2 separate regions of the Pan troglodytes genome follow, and region 1 is linked to region 2. The links are chromatin contacts, called in public HiChIP or PLAC-seq maps. All regions are on one chromosome and are shown on one strand. The core of a region is the stretch at or near the end of the contact, and the rest is flanking DNA. Distances in the headings are between cores, read along the strand shown.

Region 1 (6,563 bases), core at 1,015-3,514, 210 kb before region 2:
TTGGAAAATAATCTATCTGATTAAAAAGTTACAGATGATATGAATTCAAACAATGTGTACGACAAGTTTTTCATTTATAAGGGTTGTTTAAAGATGATTTGTTCATAATCACAAAATCATATAAAGCTAGAACCCTAGAAGGAAAATGTATGTATATCTTTTCTTCAATATCTCTTTGTATACATGTGAGTGACTAAACAAGTTTTCTAAGGAAATTTTTGAAAGTGTTCACCTTAGACTTGGAGCAAGAATAATAGATACATTTTACCTTTAAAAGGCATTGTCCTGCTAATATTATATGAAATAAGTAGATAGATGTCTGCTTTGTGCTAAAATACTTTGCCAAAAGATGGAGTTGGCTATGTTGATATTCACCTAGTGAGTATCATAGCTCTAGGGGCAGGACAAGTTAGAACAAGTTCTTAGTTTAAGCAGCCAGATATATGGATTAGATTTTTCATAAGAAAATGCTAGAGAGAAATGATATGATTTAGGGTTAAACAATATGACAGTTTGTCTGGGTTGTGTTTCTATGGTTTTGACTCAACAATTGCTACCAGAGGAACAAATCTCCAGAACTTTGGAAACTTACCCACAGGATGAGGGGACAGAATGACCAGTCATGGTTCCCTGTGTACTCACCATGTGAATCAGACCTTTGCCCTATCTGGTTCTGCCTCCAGTATTTTTCTTGTTATTTTCAACGCTAACTACAGACAAGAGAAAAAACTCCCAAGCATAAACCCAGCATGCTACAAGAAAGCCAACAACCAAGTCTGCATTCTACTCATGAGCAGGCAAGATTAGTGTTAGAAGGACTGTTATTTTCCTTGGGGTTTTAGCTTACGGCAGTTCCCGAAGGGTGTGGGTGTGACCTAGATTATCACTTTGAAGTACGATATTTAAAATGATTATTTTTGAGAAGGAGGGATCTCTTCTTATTATAAGACCAAGATGGTATGTAATACCCTCCAAAATAACCCAGTTACAATAAGAGTTTTAAAAAGGTTAATATTATACACTAAAAGATCTCAAAATATTACATTATTTTTTGGCAGATTACTTTGGTTTTGTAATTGTAAAAGAGGAACACATCTTTCATAATGAAGTGTGATGTAAGGAAAAAAAGTGAGTCACACTAGCAGATTTACCATTTAAAAAATAACTAACTGGAAATATTGAATAGACTCTATGATTTAGTTAATTTCTGAGAAGTCTTATTTTTAACATTTCAATTAGAAAAAATAGTTTGCAACTCAAGGATAGTATTTTATCTGAATTAAACCTCCTCTCAGTTACATATGCCTTTAAGTAGCCAGGGTAAACCATATCCCAGGACATGATGAACAGAGAGAAAAAAAAATGAAGAGTCACATTCAATAGGATAAATAAGTCAAATATGAAGCAGAAAAAAGGTGAAAGTACAAAAACATACAAGAACTGATGATATTTTGAAAGTCATTTATAAGGCAGCAATAAAATTATATGACAAAAAGCACAAGGTGTTCATTTTTAGTTTTAGAAGATGAAGCTATGTAGACAATGGAATAAATAATATGTAACTAGGAGTCTCATAAAAATACTATACAACTAAAAATCTGGAACAGGAGTTTGCAGGAAGGGCTAATGAGGGAGCAAGTGCCTGGTGCCTTTGAATTAACCAATATATAAGCCAACACAAACATACTAACAGAACTGTAGTGAAAATAAACTTGAAAAGAAGGCAGCATCTAACCAATCAAATAGGGTGCTTTCTAAACCATCAGAATGATAAACTACATTGTTGGAGGCAAAATTATCATTTGCCCAGTTTATTTAATTCAGTATACTCTCCTATTAGTTATATTGACTTACCTGAAGTTAAAAAAAAAAAAAAAAGCCATGACATTGCAAAGGGAATGTTCTCTAAAAGAAATAGATTTTCCTCTCTAGAGAAGCCCACCCGGACTCCACACCTGAGTTACCTTGAGTTTGTGGGCTCAGGTCGGTAGCTCCAACTGATGCCCTGAGCAGCCACGTAGAACTGCCTTAGCTGTGCCGCTTCTGTCCCTTGGCTCCCCCAGCCTACCCAGCTGGTGCCCAAGACCACCAGGACCCAGAGGCGTGGGCAGCCTGGGAACATGCTTCCTTTCCTGCTCCCGCTGGCTGCCACCAGGACCTGGGCAGCGCTTGCCGAGCTGCTAACCACACTCCGGGCTGTCCCAGCTGCAATGAGCTCTAGAGGCTGTGGGTGGCAGCGTCCTCCTCCCCTGCAGTTCTTGCAAACGGCAGCAGCAGCCTCTGGCTCTCACTCCCTCCGCTTTTTCTGGGGCTTTTCCTGGCAGGAGTTTGGTGAGATCACAGCTCCCAGTGACCAGAGGTATTAGGGAGAGCAACCAAACTAGTGACTGTTTTACTGCAGGTGAAGAAGGGGCAGAGATCAGAGGCTCTAGCAGGCGGGACAATGCCCAGGGATTCATGAGCCGGACAAAGCTCTATCCCTCCATTTCCACCTGCCAACACCACGGAAGCAGTCGTCCGTTACCACTGACCTGAGGCCTGCCTGGGTCCAAGCTCACACTTGGAGAACTTTCTGTGCAGTGCAGTGGCACCCAACCACCTTAAGCAGATGGCTCCCCTTTTAATCTGAGGAAAAGAGTATTGTGCTCTGTTACTGGGCACTGAAACACTATTTTCAAGTGGTGAAGAAGCAGGGAACAAACACATGGACAAGGCCTACTGCTCTGAATCGCCTTCCTGGCCTCTATCAAGGCACAGTTCTGCCTTGATAAGGGCCTGTCGCCAGCTAAGCTGCAGCATAGCAGCGGGCTTGAAGAGCTTGGCTGAAAAAAATCAGTTGTCCAGATTTCAGTTTCACTTACTAGCTGTGTTGTCTTGGGCAAGTTACTGTACCTCTCTGTTCAGTTTTGACATCTGTGAAATAAGGATGACAATAATAGTTTTTCCTGATAGGGTATGTTGGGAGGATAAAATGCTACTGTAAACTATAGTTCCAGCACTTAACACACAGAGGCTAGGCGCAGTGGCTCATGCCTGTAATCCCAGTACTTTGGTAGGCCGAGGCGGGTGAATCACCTGAGGTCAGGAGTTCAAGACCAGCCTGGCCAACATGGTGAAACCCTGTCTCTACTAAAAATATAAAAAATTAGCCGGGCGTTGTGGTGGACACCTGTAATCCCACCTACTCGAGAGATTGAGGCAAGAGAATTGCTTGAACCTGGAAGGTGGAGGTTGCAGTGAGCTGATATCGTGCCATTTTACTCCAGCCTGGGCAACGAGAGCAAAACTCCATCAAAAAAAAAAAAAAAAAAGAAAGAAAGAAAGAAAAAGAAAGAAAGAAAGAGAAAATGAGAGAAAGAAGGAATCACAAATTTATTATTATGATCATATTTTCCTGTCTCCAGGACCCCTCGTATTCTTGTTTTTCTTGAAGGATCTGACTGTTTCACAGCACCTTAAATCTTACTTTGCTATTGATAGAGAATCTGCGAATTATATTGTCTGAGGCATCATAATGACTTGTCCTGGGTTCCCTGTATCTGCATGGCTCCAAGTTTCTGTCTTATGCTTTATGCATTCAGTACATTCAATAAATTGTAATCTGGCACCTCACATGAGGTCTCTGTTAATGATATCAGGCTCATCAACAGCCTCTTCCTCCCTCCCCACTCCCCCCAATATTCTGTCTTTTCTCCTGTGCTGATATTATTGCACCAACTTAGAATGCCCATTTTCTTCCTCTTTGCTGGGCCATTCTTTACAGTCCAGAGTTCTGCCTATCTCCCAGATTCTGGGCTCAAAGTGGCTTTTCCATTTTATGAACTATTACAACACTATTCAAATTATATAATCATGTTAATTACCTTTTGTTATTCCATGCAGGTATCTATTGTCTCCCTAACTGAACAGTTGCTTACACTTCTTTATCTACAATATTATCAGTGTCTCCCAAAGTTGGCAGACCATCAGAATTCCCAGGGGAACTTTTACAAAATGTAGATTCTGACTCAGGAAACAGGGTTGAGACCAAAGTCCTAGAACACCTAGCCTACTTATTGACATTTAAATAAGCAGTCAGAGATGCTACTGGCAGTGTATCAGAGAAATGTTTTGAAAGCACTGTGTCCCTAAATCCCAAGGTTACTACCAGAATTGTTGCAACATTATTGTAACCTTTGAGTAGGCTGCTTTTTTATTTGCATGTTTGCTTATGTATATACAGTGTACATGACATATTTATTGAATTACATTTTACAGAGACAAGATGACTACTATAATTTTTGGCTCTATTTTTTTTAACATCAGTTCCAGATAAATACTATATAACTTTCAATGACCTATTTATTAAACATGGGATTTAAAGAACATGTAAAACATATTTGTTCTTCCCTGTAAAACATTAAGGTGATGAAGAATTTTTCCATTTCTCTGATTTTCTCTTGCAGTGTAGGGTGTGCGATACATATTTGCTGACTGAATGAATGGTCGAGGTGTAAATAGGACAACCATAATTGTGTGTTATTACACTGATGGTAAACAATGTGATGTATACAGACCTTACTGAACAAACCATAAAATAGAGGAACATGGCATTTGGGGAAAATTCTTTTAATTATGCATTTGAATATTGGTCTTTGGGTCATTTGAGGGACAGTGACTGGTGGCAGGAAGGTCCACGGTGACATGTGGCCTTCTAGCTTGATTCTTGGCCTTCTGCAGCCTCTGGTGCCATCCAGAGGACTCTCTGGAAGCCTCAGAGCAGAGGTCCAAGAGGCCTCATCAACAGCAACCACTGGAGACTCCAGAAGATGCTACAGGAATTTCTTCCAATTAGAGATGCCACCTGCTTTCCAACAAAGTGGAGAAAGCCTTCCTTCAATCAAAAAATAAAGAGGTATTTTTATTTCTCCACAGTCTGGTCTTCTTGTGAGTCAGATGCTCCAGTCTCTTTGGTTCACTGGTATTTCAAGTAACAGGTGAGTCAAAGCACAGAGACTACTGCAGAAACATTTGCTCCTGGCTTCTGTGGCTTGTGTTACGGAAGAGAAGAGGTGGGACAGGAAGGGGTGGTAGGTTGAGAATTTGAGATTGTACCACAATCCCAAACTCAGGAAACAGGGTTGGTCCAGAGCGGGTCCAACAGGCTGGTCCAGAGCTAATCTAATTCCATGTCTTTGATTCACGGGTGTTTATGGAAACCTGCAGCAAATGCATTATAGTTAAGTCCAGTGTAGCAGGAAACTTGATGTTCACAACAGGATCATATGGAGGCTGAATGAGGAGACCAGGAAAAGGACAGGTCTCTGGAAATGAGACCAAAGAAATTTAAATAATTATCATTTCCTTAAAAAAATAAAAGAAAGAAAAAAATTGCTCATCATATCTACACCCTGAGGCGCAGCATAACCTTTTCTTTCTAGATTTCAAATATTCTGCCATTCAGGCTTTTTGTAGGACACTGAACTACCCACTTTTTGGGAGAGGGATAGCATCAGATTATTTTTGTTTTTCCAGCAGGTAGCATAGGGAATTGACTCCATAACAGTTCGTAAACATTTTTCAGCAGTCCTGACTTCTGCTTTGCAGGCAAGGCCACATCATCACCACCTAGCAGTTAATAATGGAAATGTTACACATCCTGAAATAAGTTATGTCTTGTTAGGACATTTCTGTCCTGGAGGAAATGAAAATCCTTTTGTGAACTCTTTTGTAACTCCATTGTCATACCTGTGTCCTACTGCCAACACAATTTCCTTCATGCCTGAAAATTTAATACATACTTAAAATTTAATATATGATTATGTAAAGAAAAGTTAAGCTTTATAGTCTTCCATTTTTCCCTAGTGTTCTATCTCCTTAAAAAATATCTTTATAGGGACCTTACCTTAAGGACTCAGGTCAAATGCAGCATTTGTAAAAACTCCATATGTTCCTAGGTGGCTAAAGAACAGAAACACAAGGATGGCAACAATATACTGCTTAGTTCTCGACAACACAGTCCAACACATAGTATTTCCAGAAACCACAAATTACCATCCACCCTTGGAATTCTGCTTTAGAAAGGAAAGAAAAATAAATGCCAAAGAAATATTCAATATCCCACTTAACAGCTCTGGGTAATTTGCATTGCATTTTGCACCCACACTAAGTTATTGTTCATGCTTTATGTACTGAATACCTGTTATACCCTCTAAGTTGCTGCAACCTCTTCTAGGTGACAAGAGGTAGATACAAAATTCTTGGCATTAACACTTGATAATCTAACGATAGTTTTCAAAGGGTGCAATATGCCCCCTAGGGGTGTTTTTTGATTTTTATAACCATCAAGAGTTCTTCTGATATTGAGTGGGTATGGGGCAAGGGTGCTGGATGTCTACGACAATAGAGTTCATATAAGGATTTCCATGTCCTCCAGGACGGAAATGTCTTTAAAAGATATCCAGCACCCCTGCCTCCTGCCCACTCAATGTCAGTAGAACTCTTGTTCATTACAAAAATCAAAAAATACCCTTGGGGGCATACTGTCCCTTTTTGAAAACTATTGCTAGATTATAAATAGCAGG
Region 2 (7,227 bases), core at 5-2,504:
ATTAGTTTTGTTGGGCCCAATTTCTCTTTAGCAGCTTATACATGGTAACAAATATTTAGAGATATTTCCAAATGACTTTTTAGACGTCTTTGGTCCTCTTTCCAAGCAGCTCTGGAAAGAAAAAAAAAAAAAAAGAAAGAAAATGATGATTAAAGCAAAATGGCATATTTCACTAAAGTGTAATATTAAACAGCCACCCCCACCCCTCCCCGTCCCACCATACAGCTGCTTTTTCTTAAAAAGTTGTGGGGAAGAGAGAGAGATAAGAGATTTGGACACTCATACACACCTTAAGGGTTCAAAAGTGGGAGAAGAAAATCAACTATAAAAACAAACAGAAGAACAGCAGCAGCAGCAACCACCACCACTACCACCTGGACAAACATAAAGTCCAAGATATTCAGACAGGACAGCCTAGCTACTTGCTGTCTTTCAGCTGTCTTGATTTGTGTCCAACCATATTCACCCCCTAAGCTTCCAGAATAACTTCACTTCTGTCTTTTACAGAAGAGGTGCAGTATTTTATTTTGGTAAGTCAGCGTCCTTTTAAAAACATGCATAGGTATGGCCTGGTGTGTGTAAATTCATCCAAGACTTCACTCCAAACATTTAGTCGAGAACAGCAGCCCTAAGTGTATGGAAGTGGGGGTAATTTGGCAATAATTAGTAGAGACTAATTCGGTGGCAGAGCAAACGCAAACTAGGGCACTGCAGTAGTTTGGAGAGACCTGTAGAAATAAGAAGCAACTTTATTGAGAATCTTCTATCTACTGCGCTAGACACTATATCATCTGCCTCAATTTTCACAGTTCTGGCAAGTGGGATCTTTGTTCCCTTTATACAAGATTTACAATTTGGGGGAGAGGCGGGTCACCCAGTCCCGCGGCTAGGAACGCGCCTCTTTCCTCTCCCATCACGCTGCAAGGCTTGGAGTCACTTCCGGCTGCAGGTCCCGGAACAAATCCGACCCCAGAAGTGGGGACTTCTGGCCCTCACCTCCCCATTTGAATGTAATGTTTACAGTGATCCAGACCTGGGGATGCTTGCTTCCCGACGTGTCCTGGGATCGCGCTTCTGAAAAAGCTCACCTCACGACGCCTCCTCCGGACCTAAATCGCGCACCAGTGAGTCGAGTCCTCCAGGGACTAGAGAAGCCCGACGTTCTTTCCGGCCTTGAGGGACCCGGGCTCACCAAGAAACCAGCCGCCCTCCTCTCTATGGTTTGGAGCCGGCGGAGAGCGCGCAAGGGTTGGCGGGACTGCGAGTTTCCGGTCTGGGCTTTGGCGGGTCTGGTTTGAAGCTCTCCTGTTTGACGAAAGTATGTCTCAGGAAGGTGCGGTCCCAGCTAGCGCGGTTCCCCTGGAAGAATTAAGTAGCTGGCCAGAGGAGCTATGCCGCCGGGAACTGCCGTCCGTCCTGCCCCGACTCCTCATATCCTTCCTTGGTTGTCACTTCTACCTAGAGAAGGGTGTGGGCGGGTCGCGAACCTTTCTCTTCTGTCCCTTCAGACCCACCGCCAGGCTGGGTTATATTACCGCGGCCTGAACCCCCTCTTTTCTTTGTCAGTGAGTGGGATGAAAAGTGAGGGACTGGAGGGGAAGCGACAACCGTGGTAGATTTAAGTAAGGCTTTGGCCCTGGAAAGGCTCACGGACGTGTTCTGACCCAAGGTTTTAGCAGTGGATGTGGCGTTTTCTTCCATTCCTTCTTTGAGTTTTTCTGTACTCGTTGCTTGCAATTAAGTGTAAATACTTTTGCTAGTGGATAATGGGGGAGGCAAGGACTGAGACCTGCGGTATGAGGATAGCTCTGGCTCTTAATAGTTTGAGGTAAAGCGAGATACTCTGAGCTTTTGTCTCCCGTAAAAAGGGTGGTGAATATGAATAAGGGCTTTCTTAGCGTTGTGAGAATTAAAGGACATAGTTCTATGGTGTGAAATCTTTAAAAGATGTTCAGTAAATAAAAATGATTTTCCTCCTTCCCCTCTCAGACCTCTTTTTCTTCTTTCTTTCTTTTTTTTTTTTGACAAGTTCTCACTCCTCTCACCCAGGCTGGAGTCTTTCTGAAAGAGTTGCTTCCGCTTGTTGTTGGCTTTCAACTGTTGGATTTGAGGCGCTTAGCGCCTTCTTCGTCCGGGTGCAGCACATTCTTGATTGGTCTCATGCCTTTGTGGTTGTAAATGTGCCTGGAATCCTAGCCTTTCATGGTAAACCATATGTATATGTATCTTTTTCACAACATTTGAGCCCAGCTTTATACAATTACACTCAAAAGAAAAAAAGTAACCTTCACTTGAGAGAATCTCAATACTGCACAAATATTGTGCAGCTAAAGCCCTATGTAATCACATAGAAGTTATTCACCTAGGCATTAGCAAAATCTCAGAAGGTGCCAAAGCCCCCTTTTTTAGTTTTTGTGTAGATACAGAATTGCCGTCTTCAAGGAGTTTCAACTTGAAAACAAATAGCCACCCTCAAAACATTCAAAAACACTTAAACTGCATGCATAATGTGTGTGAGACATGGTGTTAGGCTTTGGGAGAACAGAGACACAGAACGTGATTCCTCTTCTTCCCCAAAGCTTATAGAGAGACTTCATTAAGTTGAAAGTCAACATTCCCACCTAGCTTTGCACTTCAAACGACATATTCAAAAAAGCCCAAACTTCTCTAGTTTTCTTCATCTGAGTAAATGGTTTCACAAACTGAAACCTTGAATCCTCTCTCTCTAACACACCCGATCAGTAAGTTCTATTGTTTCTGATTCCAAACTATGTCTTGAATCAATCCGTTTATCTCCATCCTCATTGCTACCACTCTGATTCCAAACCCTTATCACCTCTCACTTGGAGTATTGTTTCCTTGTTTCTACTCATAATTCATTATTCCAAAAAAGTTAAGAGGGGAAAAACATAGATCTCGTCATTTCCCTTTTTAAACCACTTTACCTTCAAGGTTCCAGGTGATATAAGCCTTGCCCTTCTCTCATACCTAGTTAATTAACTACACTCTGTTCATGAATACATTAGGCTCACCTACCTCAAGATCTTTTTGCTCAGCCTGATTTGTTCTCTCAGCCTTTTGCATATTTCATGTTTATGTCTTGGCCCAAATGTCACTTCCTTAGAGGGGCTTTTTCAGAGCCTTCAATCTTAGGCAGTTCCCCCAAACGCAGTCTTACACTTGTATCACATTGGCCTGTTCAGTTTTCTAAAAAGCACATTACCATTAAAAGAAATGCTCTTGTTTGCTTTGTGTATTTTCCACTTCTACACATTATGTTGCAAAGTTCATAAAGGCAGGATGTTGATTTTCTTCACAGCGTTACCCTCAGCATCTAGAACAGTGCCTGACACATAGTAAGCATTCATTAAAGGGCTAAAAATATTTCATGTTTTAAAAATACTTGGGAGTCTAATTAGACAATACTTTTTTTCAGCTTATGGTAGTATTTTAGCTTCACTATTTTAACAAATGAAAAATTTGCAATAAATCTACAATGCCATTACCCCCCAAAATCATTTTCATGTTTTGCATTTTACGTATTATTTTCCAGGCCTTACCTGCATGTCTGCATAATCATAACTGACTAATTTTGGAACAGCTGGTAATTATTTGAGCTTTACTGAAGTTTTTTCATGAGGCCAATTCTACCCTACTGAACTCAAATTTGAGTTAATGATGACCTCATTTTGATTGCTGCTGTAAAAAATAAGATTTCAGAAGAGGAATGAATTCTTGTATTACTGTGGTAGGACTATGGGGTTTTTTTTGTTTTTTTTTTTTTTTTGAGACGGAGTCTCACCCTGTCACCCAGGCTGGAGTGCAGTGGTGCGATCTCAGCTCACAGCAACCAGGTTCAAGCGATTCTCCTTCCTCAGCCTCCCGAGTAGCTGAGATTACAGGCACGTGCCACCATGCCCGGCTAATTTTTTGTATCTTTAGTAGAGATGGTTTCACCATGTTGGCCAGGCTGGTCTCGAACTCCTGACCTCGTGATCCGCCTGCCTCAGCCTCCCAAAGTGCTGGGACTACAGGCGTGAGCCACCGTGCCCGGCCGGGTTATTCATTTTTCTTATTGACATTCTTTGATGATTCTTACGGTGTTGTTACAGTAAAACATTTCTAACAATTATTCTAACAATTATTCTTGATGGTGTATATGAAGAATTAATTGTCGTGTATTTGTAAGCTGCTATGTGCAGAAGAATTTCAGTCAAATGAAGTTGGTAAGATAGGTATGTAAGTAATATGAAAATAAGATAGAAGGTGATGAGTGACTTAGGTATAAATTAAGTACAATAGAAATGTTGAGGAAAGAAAAATTTCTTGTAATAGAAATCGGAAGTACAAACTGGGCATGGTGGTGTGCATCTCTAATCCCAGCTCCTTGAGAGGCTGGTATGGGAGGGTCACTTTAGCCCAGGAGCTTGAGGCTGCAGTGAGGTGTGATCATGTCACCGCACTCCATCCTGGGTGACAGCAAGACCGTCTCTCTTTTTTTTTTTTTTTTTTGAGACGGAGTCTCGCCTATGCTGGAGTGTAATGGCGCGATCTTGGCTCACTGCCACCTCTGCCTCCCAGTTTCAAGTGATTCTCCTGCCTCAGCCTCCTGAGCAGCTGGGATTACAGGTGTGCGCCACCATGCCCAGCTAATTATTTTGTATTTTAAGTAGAGACGGGTTCTCACCATATTGGCCAGGCTGGTCTTGAACTCCTGACCTCTTGTTCTGCCCATCTAGGTCTCCCAAAGTGCTGGGATTACAGGTGTGAGCCACCCCACCTGGCCCCGAGCGAGACCCTCTCTCTAAAAAAAATAAATAAATAAATCATAAACCTGTGGATTATTGTAGCATTGTTTCTCATCTGTCAAAAATATTTCATGACTATGCATAGTTTGAAAAGGCAAGTTTGTCCCTGGGCAATTTTCAAAATATTTCTTTAATGTGTTTTCACAATACTGTTTACCTAATAAATCTTAAGTTTTTAAAAGCAAAATTAAGCCAGTAATTTGAGTCCAATTCCAATCTCTTATGGGTCATTGCTTAAATTTCAAAAGGGTTTTATTTTTTTTTAGGTTTGTTCTGAGTAATGAATACCCTATTACTATGATACTAGTATCTTCCTTAATTATCCTACTCATTGTCTCAACATTCTGACAGTTGGATTGAGCATATTCGTAAGTAAAATTGTTTTAACTGTATGATGTACTTTGATGTTAAGTTCCGAGTCCCCACATACCTCGGTAGATGTGTCCTTACAGTTTTGTATTCCCTTGAAATGTAACTGTTCTCTATGTTACAGCCTTTATAACCTTCAGTTACTTGAAATGAACAAATTCGTTCAAATTCCAGCACTTAAAAGTTTTAAATTACATTTTGGATAAATACCAAAGTGTTTTGTTGATGATGTATGTATAAACAAATTGTAAATATTAAACGTTAGTTGTTATGATTAGACCTATATAAAACATGATATGCAGTCTACTGAATAACTATCAGCCTCTAACATGTTTAGTGTCATTTAGAAAATGCTTTCTAAATTGCCAAAAGCTGATTGTCTAGGTGATAACAAATTTATCATTTGGAGGAAGTTGACTTTCTCATTTTCATGTCTTCATCAGTCTTACTTGATGAGATTCATTCTTCTAGTCAGAAGAGAGTTTAGACTGCTCAGTTTACTCATATTTTGAGTTAGCTTTTCTATTTAGAGTTCACTTGGTTGTGGAATATTCATTTATAATTTGAATCTACATTGTGTAATGGGACCTAATTTTTTTTTTTCCTTTGTTTTTGTTGGAGTCTCGTTTTGTCACCCAGGTTGGAGTGCAGTGGCGTGATCTTTGCTCACTGCAACCTCCACCTTCCAGGTTCGGGTGATTCTCCTGCCTCAGTCTCCCAAGTAGCTGGGATTACAGGCATGCTTCACCACACCTGGCTAATTTTTGTATTTTTAGTAGAGATGGGGTTTCACCATGTTGGCCAGGCTGGTCTCAAAACTCCTGAGCTCAAGTGATCCTTCTGCCTTGACCTCCATAAGTGCTGGGATTACAGGCGTGAGCCACTGAGCCTGGCCCCAGAGTTTGTTTTGTTTTGTTTTGTTTTCAAGACAAGATCTCGCTCTGTTGCCCAGGCTGGAGAGCAGTAGTGCGATCATAGCTCACTGCAGCCTGAACTCCTGGGTTCAAGCTATTCTCCTGCCTCCATCTTCTAAAGTGCTGGGATTACAGGTCTGAGCCATGATGCTTGGCCTATGTTTTTGTTTGTTTGTTTTGGGGGACAGGGTCTTGCTTTGTCACCAAAACTGGAGTGTAGTGGTGCGAACATAGCTAGCTCACTGCAGCCTCCATCTCCCACGCTCAAGCAATCCTCTCACCTCAGCCTTCCAAGTAGCTGAGACTGCAGGTGTGTGCTACCATGCGTGGCTAATTTTCTATTTATATATTTATTTTTTGGTAGACATGAGGTCTTGTCATGTTTCCCAGGTGGTCTTTAACTCCTGGGCTCAGGCAATCCTCCCGCCTCAGCCACCCAAAGTGTTAGGATTACAGGCGTGAGCCACCGTGCGTGGCATAATTTTTTTTAAGTAAATTAGTTTTTTATCTTGAGTATAGAAGTGATTCATGTTCATTGTGGAAAATATGAAACATATAGAAAAACAGAAAAGATTACAAAACATCTAATCTGAAATGGTTAAGATTTCGATGAGAACAGTCTCATCTCATTTCCGTATATTCCTGCCAGCCTATCCATCATTCTTTGTACATGTTTATCTACATTAAAATTGGTGTTATATTTTGGAAACTTTTTGTTTAACTACATTGTGAACATTTTTCATGTTTTAAAATGTTATTTTAATGATGGCAGATCCTATTCAATAGATGTACACACACCTATTTAACTGGTCCACAATTGTTGGATATGTAGGTCGTTTCCTTTCTCTCTCTCTTTTTTTTTTTTTGGCTACTACTTAATAGTTTCTCTGTATATAATGTGATATTTTGAAAGTGTATCAAGCTTTAGATTGGTAGTATTCTTGCATTTAATAAAGGGCAGTGGCCTTTGTTGACTGACATGACAATATTTTTATAAAATTTGTTATTTGCTTTACAGAAATTTTGAAAATTATTGTAGAAATGTTTTTACCTCATATGAACCACCTGACATTGGAACAGACTTTCTTTTCACAAGTGTTACCAAAGGTATAATACTATTACCTGAAAATACATGT

Evidence for each region. HiChIP or PLAC-seq counts read pairs in DNA pulled down with a chosen protein or histone mark.
Region 1: an H3K4me3 HiChIP or PLAC-seq map of stem cell-derived excitatory neurons shows a contact between it and region 2, with 5 times the contacts expected there. The contact joins the promoter of F5 here to the promoter of METTL18 in region 2. A contact is called at or near these places in 3 of 7 Hi-C or Micro-C datasets (induced pluripotent stem cells, a lymphoblastoid cell line and stem cell-derived neural progenitor cells) and 1 of 1 datasets of contacts at active chromatin or transcription factors (stem cell-derived excitatory neurons).

What each region holds. Positions count from the first base shown.
Region 1 is chr1:79,524,067-79,530,629 of NHGRI_mPanTro3-v2.0_pri, reverse strand. It overlaps F5 (coagulation factor V), which reads right to left and starts at 2,264. Exons shown (of 25, transcript XM_016932051.4): 1 at 1,965-2,264. The coding sequence starts at 2,122. SELP (selectin P) reads right to left here. Exons shown (of 16, transcript XM_054655551.2): 15 at 5,885-5,940; 16 at 4,326-5,303. The coding sequence ends at 5,886.
Region 2 is chr1:79,313,417-79,320,643 of NHGRI_mPanTro3-v2.0_pri, reverse strand. It overlaps METTL18 (methyltransferase 18, RPL3 N3(tau)-histidine), which reads right to left and starts at 1,254. Exons shown (of 2, transcript XM_001139315.7): 1 at 1,034-1,254; 2 at 1-111. FIRRM (FIGNL1 interacting regulator of recombination and mitosis) reads left to right here and starts at 1,252. Exons shown (of 24, transcript XM_063795463.1): 1 at 1,252-1,431; 2 at 5,137-5,176; 3 at 7,110-7,198. The coding sequence starts at 1,321.